Regions from separate parts of the Mus musculus genome. Here region 2 is linked to region 1. A link is a contact called in public Hi-C data. All regions are on one chromosome and are shown on one strand. The core of a region is the stretch at or near the end of the contact, and the rest is flanking DNA. Distances in the headings are between cores, read along the strand shown.

The links. A called contact is a pair of places that touch in the nucleus more often than the background predicts.
Region 2: a Hi-C map of bone marrow-derived macrophages shows a contact between it and region 1, with 24 read pairs. The contact joins two enhancer-like sites. A contact is called at or near these places in 1 of 484 Hi-C or Micro-C datasets (bone marrow-derived macrophages) and 1 of 115 datasets of contacts at active chromatin or transcription factors (CD8 T cells).

The regions. Positions count from the first base shown.
Region 1 is chr2:131,980,672-131,984,739 of GRCm38.p6, forward strand. No RefSeq gene overlaps it. Among named protein-coding and RNA genes, the nearest start is that of Prnd, 32 kb to the left of the region's middle. Within about 2 kb of position 2,065, at least 19 of the 459 cell types and tissues checked have an H3K27ac peak or open chromatin away from gene starts, as enhancers often do. A contact at or near this core is called in bone marrow-derived macrophages, where this site is marked.
Region 2 is chr2:132,179,156-132,183,223 of GRCm38.p6, forward strand. All of the region lies in intron 2 of Gm14051 (a long non-coding RNA gene), which reads left to right. Among named protein-coding and RNA genes, the nearest start is that of Slc23a2, 36 kb to the left of the region's middle. Within about 2 kb of position 1,741, at least 48 of the 459 cell types and tissues checked have an H3K27ac peak or open chromatin away from gene starts, as enhancers often do. A contact at or near this core is called in bone marrow-derived macrophages, where this site is marked.

The sequences.
Region 1 (4,068 bases), core at 815-3,314:
GCCTTGAGTTCTGTCCTCCTATTTTGAAGAATGAAAAACCCTAAAACTACACAGAGAAATTCAAGTTCACAAGCTATCTCCCCAGTTCACAGCACAGAGTCCTTCTCCTATGCTTATATGGTAATATGGAGAAGCCTCATTTCTCAAGGCAAAAGTTCCAGTGGCCGGCCAGTCGTCTCTGCCAGGGAAACAGCTTCAGCCCAAACAGGAGGTGAGGATGAAGGTGTCCGTCCTGAGGAAACAGAAGGCAGACTTTCTCAAGCACCATTGTTCTTGAGTCTCCAGCACGCCAAGGCGATGTGGGGGCCAGCTGAAGGACACCCTGGCTCCGGCTTTTGTCACTGTTTCCTGATATTGGCAAGATTAGGGCTGGCCGGAAAGGAAACCCACCGAGCACAGAGACAGAGGAAAGTCCGAGGCCCCCCGGGGAGAAGTTGCAGCTGGCCCAGCAGTTCCTGTACTGTGCAGAGGAATGACAACTATGAGAGCAAGCCTTTGCCTGGGAATGTAGTAAAGGTGACATCACTGTCGAACTAGGCACCAGCTCAGAAGGCAAGGGCTGAGTTCAGCAGATGGGGGGTTTTCCACATGTATTTAAAACTCTTGTTTAATACCCTGTTCAGAACTTCTGGATAGGCGAATGTGGGGGCACCCACTCCCCCACTGCATCTTAATACATTTCACTACTCCCAGCTCCTCTAAAGGAGAGTGTTTGGAGGCCAGGTCCACACAGGTAGGATAATATGAAACTGTCAGGATGAACCTAGATCCAACATCAGGGTCCTTTCAAGAGAATAGTCTGTGCTTCGGTGTCCCCGCATAGAAGGATACTGAATTTCTCAAAGCCAAAGAACAGTTAAGGGAGTTAGAGATTGACAAGACAGAGCCCACGTCCCCAACCATCTCCGAACCCAACATCCACACTGAAAGCATTCTTCATGGGTACCGGTGCTTACTCATAAATGAGCAGTATCATTAACTTGTGGGGTGTGTGTGTTTGCATGCGCATGTGCACGTATGTGAGTACTCAAGTGTGCAAGTCTGTGCATATGAAGGCCAGAGGACAACCCCACGTGTCTCTCCTTAAGCTTTCCTTGGAAGCCATCCACTGTTCTGTTTAAGACAGTGTCTGTCTCTCACTGGTCTGGACCTCACCAAGTAGGCTCAACTGGCTGGCCAATAAGTCACAGAGGTTCAATGCTCTCTGCCTGTCCAGCACAGGCAGAGATAGTGAGCTATCCCCTCAGCCTTCGGGGTTTTGCAATAATTCTTGAGTCTTTTCAGGGTTGTGAGGATTTTAGTCTAAAACCAATAATGAGAGCAGTAGTTGCTGCCAGTTGAGGAAAACAGCATGAAGAGTCTCTGCATAGCCCTCACGAGACAAGAATAAATGCTGCATACATTAGGTCAGTGAAGAAAGGGAGGTGGGCAGCATAGATCACAGCCTCACATTAAAGGAGTCAAGATTTGATTCTGAGAATCCAGACACAGGAAACACCAAAAGAGCTGAGAGACTTAGCACGCACGCCTTTAATCCCGTGCTCAGGCAGAGGCAGGTGGATCGCTGAGAGTACAAGATCACCTGGTCTGTATAGTGACTTCCAGACCATCCAAGGTGACCTTGTCTCAAATTTTTAAAAAAGAAACATGGAAGGAAAAGATGGCGGGAGAAGGAGGACAGAATGAACAAATGAACGAATGAACAAAAGAAGAAAGGGGAAATACCGAAGTGCAAAATGCACCAGAAATACGTCAAAAACTATGTCCAAACCCACTGAACTCAGGAAAGCATAGTTCAAGGTGGGAAGCTATCACATTTTCCCCCTTACTTATGCAAAATAGTATGGGACAAATAGACAAACCAAGTAAGGACATCAGGGTAAAAGACATGGTCTACCTAGGCTACAATCATGAGTATGAGAGCCTAGAATCCACGTCAATTTGGGCTACACAACGAAAAATCACACACATACACACACAAACACACACACACACGCACGCACAGGCACTTGTACAGGCTAACTTTGCCCATCACTGGTAGAGCTAGGAAGCAGATGTTATGCAGTCATCGTCACCACCAGAGGGCATCCTAACATCAACCAGGACAGGCAAGGGTCCATGTCTAGTCCCTCTCACAGAAAGATGCAGGGAGTTTTTATTTGTTTGTTTTTGTTTGTTTTCATAAGCTACCACCTAGCCAGGTTGAAGAGAGGCCAATCTTCCCTTAGTTCCAAATCCTTCCGGGATAGACAATGACCTTGAATCTCTCCTAGAGCTTCTGTCTCCTGTCCTGCCTCCACAGGTGCCCTCTGGAGATGAGTTATTTAGGACCTCCCCTAATGCATGCTGGGAGAACCTCAGCCCAAGGCTCTGCCTGAACAGAAGTTGATGTTGAAGTGTGCCCCAGAGACACATAAACTGACACTCATCCTTCATCCAGAACTCCAGACAGAACAAGAAAGATGTTTGGTCTTTCTACTGTATGCCATCTCCAGAGGGAAATGCTCCAAGATGTCACAATTCAGCATAATGATGTCACAATACAGTATTATCATGGAACACTGTTGCACTGTGATGTCACAATGACACACTGGTGCACTTTAATGTCAAAGGATAGCATGATAATAGCACAAAGGAGCAGTGTAACAACTCAATACCACATTATGATATCACAGTAGCACACTGTTATAGAACAATAAACGCTGTGATGTCACCATCCAGCAATGCTGTCAGGGTGGGATGTTGTGGTGGCAAAAACGCAGCAGTGTGATGGCACAGTTCATTATTGTGAATTCACATGGAGCATTGTGATGTCACAGTCTAGCCCTGTGATGTCACCATAGAGCACTGAGACACTGCACTAAAGTACCAGGATGGTACAGTGGAACTGAGCTGGGTGATACAGGTGTGATGGGGTGAAGATCATAAGAAAGAACTCTGGTAAATTCTTACCCAGAAGCCAAAGGAAGAGATCTGGCACTCCACCCCAGGGTAACATATAACTTGAATTCCATCCCACCAAGGGAAGCTCGTTTCTTATCCCACCGACCCTTGGATGAATTACCAGAGATATGTAGCCATACACTCATTCTATTGGGAAAACCTGTCATTCCTTCAGCACAGGCAAGAAAGGTGTCTTGAACAGAAGGAATACAGCCGTGAGCGAAACAGAGAGAGCTGTGTTTTCTGGAAGCTTCCACTATAGAGAAAGGAGCTGACAGTGAGCAAAATGCTAGAGCTGTGTGCATGGCTGAAGTGAACCAATGACAAAGTGCTAGAGCTGTGTGCATGGGTGAAGTGAACCAATGACAAAGTGCTAGAGCTGTGCACATGGCTGAAGTAAACCATTGAGAAAGATGGCCGAGAAAAGGTTGGGTTGGGACTGCAGTGTTGACTACATGGGGGTTTGTTCTGGTTGCCTGAGATAGTCTCACAATGAGTGTTGGGCTAGCCTCGAAACTCTATGTAACCTAGTCTCACTATCTCATACCTCACATCCCAAGTGCTAGGATTATAGGTACTTGCCACTATTGTGGCAAAGCCAGATATATAATGAGCAGAGTACCTGGGTTAAGATGTCAAGATAGCTGAGTCCTGGGCAGTGAGAATGAATTAGAATAAGTTGCCAATATCTGCTATCTTCTCCTGCAGTGGGGGTGTGGCTAGACAGAGGAGTAAGATCACAGGTATGCAAGATGGGTTGAGGATCTGGGTAGGGGCTAGAATGAGGGTCCTGAAGACCACCTAGGAGTTCTAAGTTCATTCTAAGTACAGCTGGAGGCCACTGGGGTTCAAGATGAAAGAAAGGTAGAAAGATTCCTTCTGTGATCAGTCTTGGGACTACGTTCAGGCAGGGATGAAAGAAAGGCAAGGAAGCAGCCACAAAGTAGTAGTCTGGTCTGACCAAGTAATACCTTAGCCACAGGTAGGAAACGTGACAGGGACCAGAGGGAAACCAGAAAAGTAAGGAAACACAAGGCTTACTGAAAGCACCCCAAGGTCTGGGATGCTCAGCAGGTAAACAGCAAGGTATGCTCCCAAAATGATTCCCTGAGGCACCCCTAAAAA
Region 2 (4,068 bases), core at 491-2,990, 200 kb after region 1:
GGGGGGAGGTTTAAAAAGGGGAGATTTTTAAAAATCTCCACTAGCAGCAGCTGGGGAGAGATGAAAGAAGGTTTTTAGGCCAGGTCAGGCTTCTAACAAGTCCTAAAATAGGCAGGAAAACCACAGGCGCTGGCCTGTGTAACTCCATATCTGTGTCTCACACTCAGTGAGCAGGGCACACTTCTTCTACTTTTGGGGGCCTGGACAGAGTTTTCTAGATCACTGCTTCTAGGAACGGGCCACTGGAAGCTACAGCCCCACTCCTCTTGTTTAATAAGACTGCAGAACCTCCCGTCCCACCCTGGTCTCAAGCCAACATCTGCCTTCTAACAAGATCAGGATCTAAGTATACTCACTGAGAGGTGCTACTTTAGTGGGCGTGGTGCCTGGCCTAGAATCAGCTGGATTGGTTGCTTCCAGCATCATGCAGCAAGACTCACCTGTCTTCACCATACTGAGCCCCTCCCATCCATGGCTGCCACAGTTCATGTACTTCACCAGACGGGGAGGGTGCGCAGTCTTTCACGTCAGTGCAATGCTGCTTCAGGTATTTTTCGGAAGTATGAAGGAACTTCATGGCCACTAGGCAAAATCCCTTCTGCTCAAAGCACTTGATAATCTGGCCCCTCAGACTGCGCTGCCCGCCATCTGGCTTCACCTTAAGAAAGATGCGCTCAAGGTTGGCGATGGTCTGAAAGCCCACAGGTCAGCTGGGTCTGAGATGAACAATGGGAAAGGAGAATTCGTTTGTTTGTTTGTTTGTTTTGTCTGTTTGTTTGGTTTTCCAGACAGTGTGTCTGTCCTGGAACTCCCTTTGTATACTAGCCTGGCCTCAAGCTCACAGAGATCCTCCTGTCTCTGCCTCCCAAGTACTGTAATTAAAGGTATACATCATCACTGCCCAGCAAGAATTCTTTAAAATATAGAAACTAGGGCTTGAGAGATGGCTTAACAGTTAAGAGTGCTTGCTACTCTTCCAGAAAATTGGATTCACTTCATGGTGCCCATATCAGTTGGTTCCCTCCAGTCCCAGAGGATCTCATGCTCTTCTGACCTCCTCAGATACCTTCATGCACATGGTACACATAAACTTACCCAGGATGCTGCTGTGTTCCCCACCCCAACAAAATCAACCAACTGATCAGTCAATCAGCCAATCAAAAATCTGTCTACCATCTATCTACCGAAAATCTATCGTATCCTACTAGTTATAAGTTGATTCTTTATCTGACCCATTTGTCTTCCCTATGTGTTTGTTAGCCTTTTTATTTTATTTTTATTATATATTTTTTCTTTTTTATCATAGGTCCCTTACTGGTCCTGTCTCTGTGAGTAGCTAAGACCAAGGAAAGAGGAAGCAGAACTAGCTGGCTCCAAGAGGGTCATTTCCACAACATTCCATTTACACATAAAACAGAAAAGCTCATAGTTACTTTTGCAATTAGATGTTGACAGCACAGGATGGAGAACGGCTGATGTGGAGTAGGAGTGGTGTTAAACCCCTCCCACAAACTGGGTGGCTGAAGGGAGTTGGTTCTGCTTCAACCTAAGAACAACAGAAAGATCAAAAGCAGTTTGGGAGGGCCAGAACCTTCAGAGATGGTGGGAGGGGAGTAGTTTGTGATGTGGGAGTGATGTCTTGCAACTAAGGTAAAGGGATTGTCTGTCCCCTGCTAAGATTCCATCAGCCTATCTAGTGTGGAGGAAGTGGGCAACTTGCAACACCAAAAAGGAAGACTGGAGTACTAAATGATTCAGGCAAGAGCAGGAAGTGGCTCACAAAGGCTTGCCCTTCAGGGAGATGACAGTACATCACCTAATTTTTCTGCCATTGTGCAGTGGTCCTTGGCCTCTTCCTAGAAGTTTGCTCATAATTCATCCTTGATCCTTGCTTCTTGCTGATAGAATCCTTGGAGCTGGTATAGCATAGATCATTTTGTTCTTAAAGGCATACTCTATGGTCCCAGAGTATAGAGTCCCAGAAGCTGAGCAGCTGGTCCTCCTTGCTGTCCTTGAGCTAGGCTGCATCATAGAGAGAGAGTGAGTAATGGCTGTCCTGATAAGACAACATCTTGTTTTATTTTGTTTTGTTTTGTTTTGCTGTTTTTGAGACAGAGTCTTACTAGTCCTAGCTGGCCTAGAATTTTCTATGTATATGTATACCAGGCTGGCCTTGACTTTACAGAGATCCAACTGTCTCTGTCTCTCTAGTACTGGGATTAAAGGCTTATGCCACCATGCCTAATTAAAGTTTTTTTTTTAAAATAAATAAGATATATATTAAAAAGTGAGAGCCAGGCATGCCTAATTAAAGTTTTTTTTTTAATAAATAAGATATATATTAAAAAGTGAGAGCCAGGCATGCTGGCACAGGCCTTTAATCCCAGTACTCAGGAATCAGAGGCAGGTTGATCATCGAGCTCAAAGCCACCCTAGTCTCTACAATGAGACCCTTTCTGACTTTTTAAAAATGCTGGCGATTCCATATATGTATATAACATATGATGCTACCCACCCACCCCATGAGTCCTCCCATCTCCCTCCTATTCCTACTTTCCCTTTCTTCTCCCCAGCTAGTCTTCCTCTTATTTTACTTTTGCAACTCACTGTTTTAATTAGGATTGCTTGCATGATCTTGGATAGGGGGTTATTTACAAGAGCCATTTAGCAGTGACTGTGGCACTGGGGAAGATGACTTCCCCTCTTCTAACAACCACAGGGAAGAGTGAGACCTCATGAGCCCTTCCCCCATCAGTGATGGGATGCCATGCATGTCTTGTACATATAGCCATAGCTGTTATATGTTCACGATTACAGCGGTCACATCACAGGCAAAAGTTTCATAGCCCTCCTGGTTCTATGGCTCTTTCTGCCCCCTTACCTATGTTCCCTCCTTGGAGAGGGTGGTACAGAAGTTATCTTTAGAGACAAACACTCAACAGCTGCTTATTTCTCAGCACTTTGACCAGTCTTTCTACCAACTATTGTTCATTGTAAAAAAGAAGCTTTTCTGACAGAGGCTGAGCACTGCACTGGTCTATGGACGTTAAATATTTAGGGGCTGGAGAGATGACTGCTTTTTCAGAGGACTCACATTTAGATCTCAGCACCCACATGGTATTTCATAACTGCTTAAAATTCCGGGTCTAGGGAATCAGATGCCCTTTTCTAGCCTCTACGGGTGCCAGACACACGCATGGAACACAGACACACATGCAAGCAAAACCCCCATACACATAAAGTTTTTAAAACGTAATCATAAAATATTTAAGTTGAATTTTATTTTTAGTGTGTGTGCGCAGTCAGGCAAGTGTGAGTGTGGTGTCCATGTGAATGGTTATAAAAATATCAAATATGAGTCTTTTTTTTTTTGGTCAGATACTATAAAAATTGAGTTTAGGACAATAAATTAAAATCTTTTTATCTCACCCACCTTGTAAAACGTTTATGCAAATGATTTCATCCCCCTCAGCCAGTAAAACTGTGGTTTACACAAAGGCCCACTGTTCTGTTCCAGGAATTTAACGTCCTAGAGTAGCAGCCATCCTTTTCCCTTCCTCCATTCCCCAACCACCAATTCTTTTCTGACTGGCCAATGACTAAGATTGTAAGGGCAGACCCCAGTCAATGGGGAAGAGACACAGCCACCACCTGAGTTAGAATAAATGCCAGATGCACTTCTTGTCGCCATGTGTTCACTCTTCAAGCAAGCCCTCTTGATTCAAAGTAAGGTCCGCACGTCCAGACACTTCAGTTAGAACGGTGGTCTCATTCTTTGTAGTCCCCAACTTCTTTCTCACAGTGCCCAATCCACAGTGTGCATGTAGATGTCAAAGGACAACTCTACAGAGTCAATTCTGCCCTTCCATCTTCTCATGGCTTCCAGGGATGCAACTCAGGTCAATGGGCTTCTGCACCAAGCACCTTTGCCACTGAGCCATCTCACCAGCTCTAAAATTAACTATTTAGAGTGCATCTTTGCTATAAGCCCATTGGGGATTTGATTTATGCTTACATGGGAATTCACATCCACTGTGGGTCCCTGCCTGGTTTTGACTGGTTAACAAA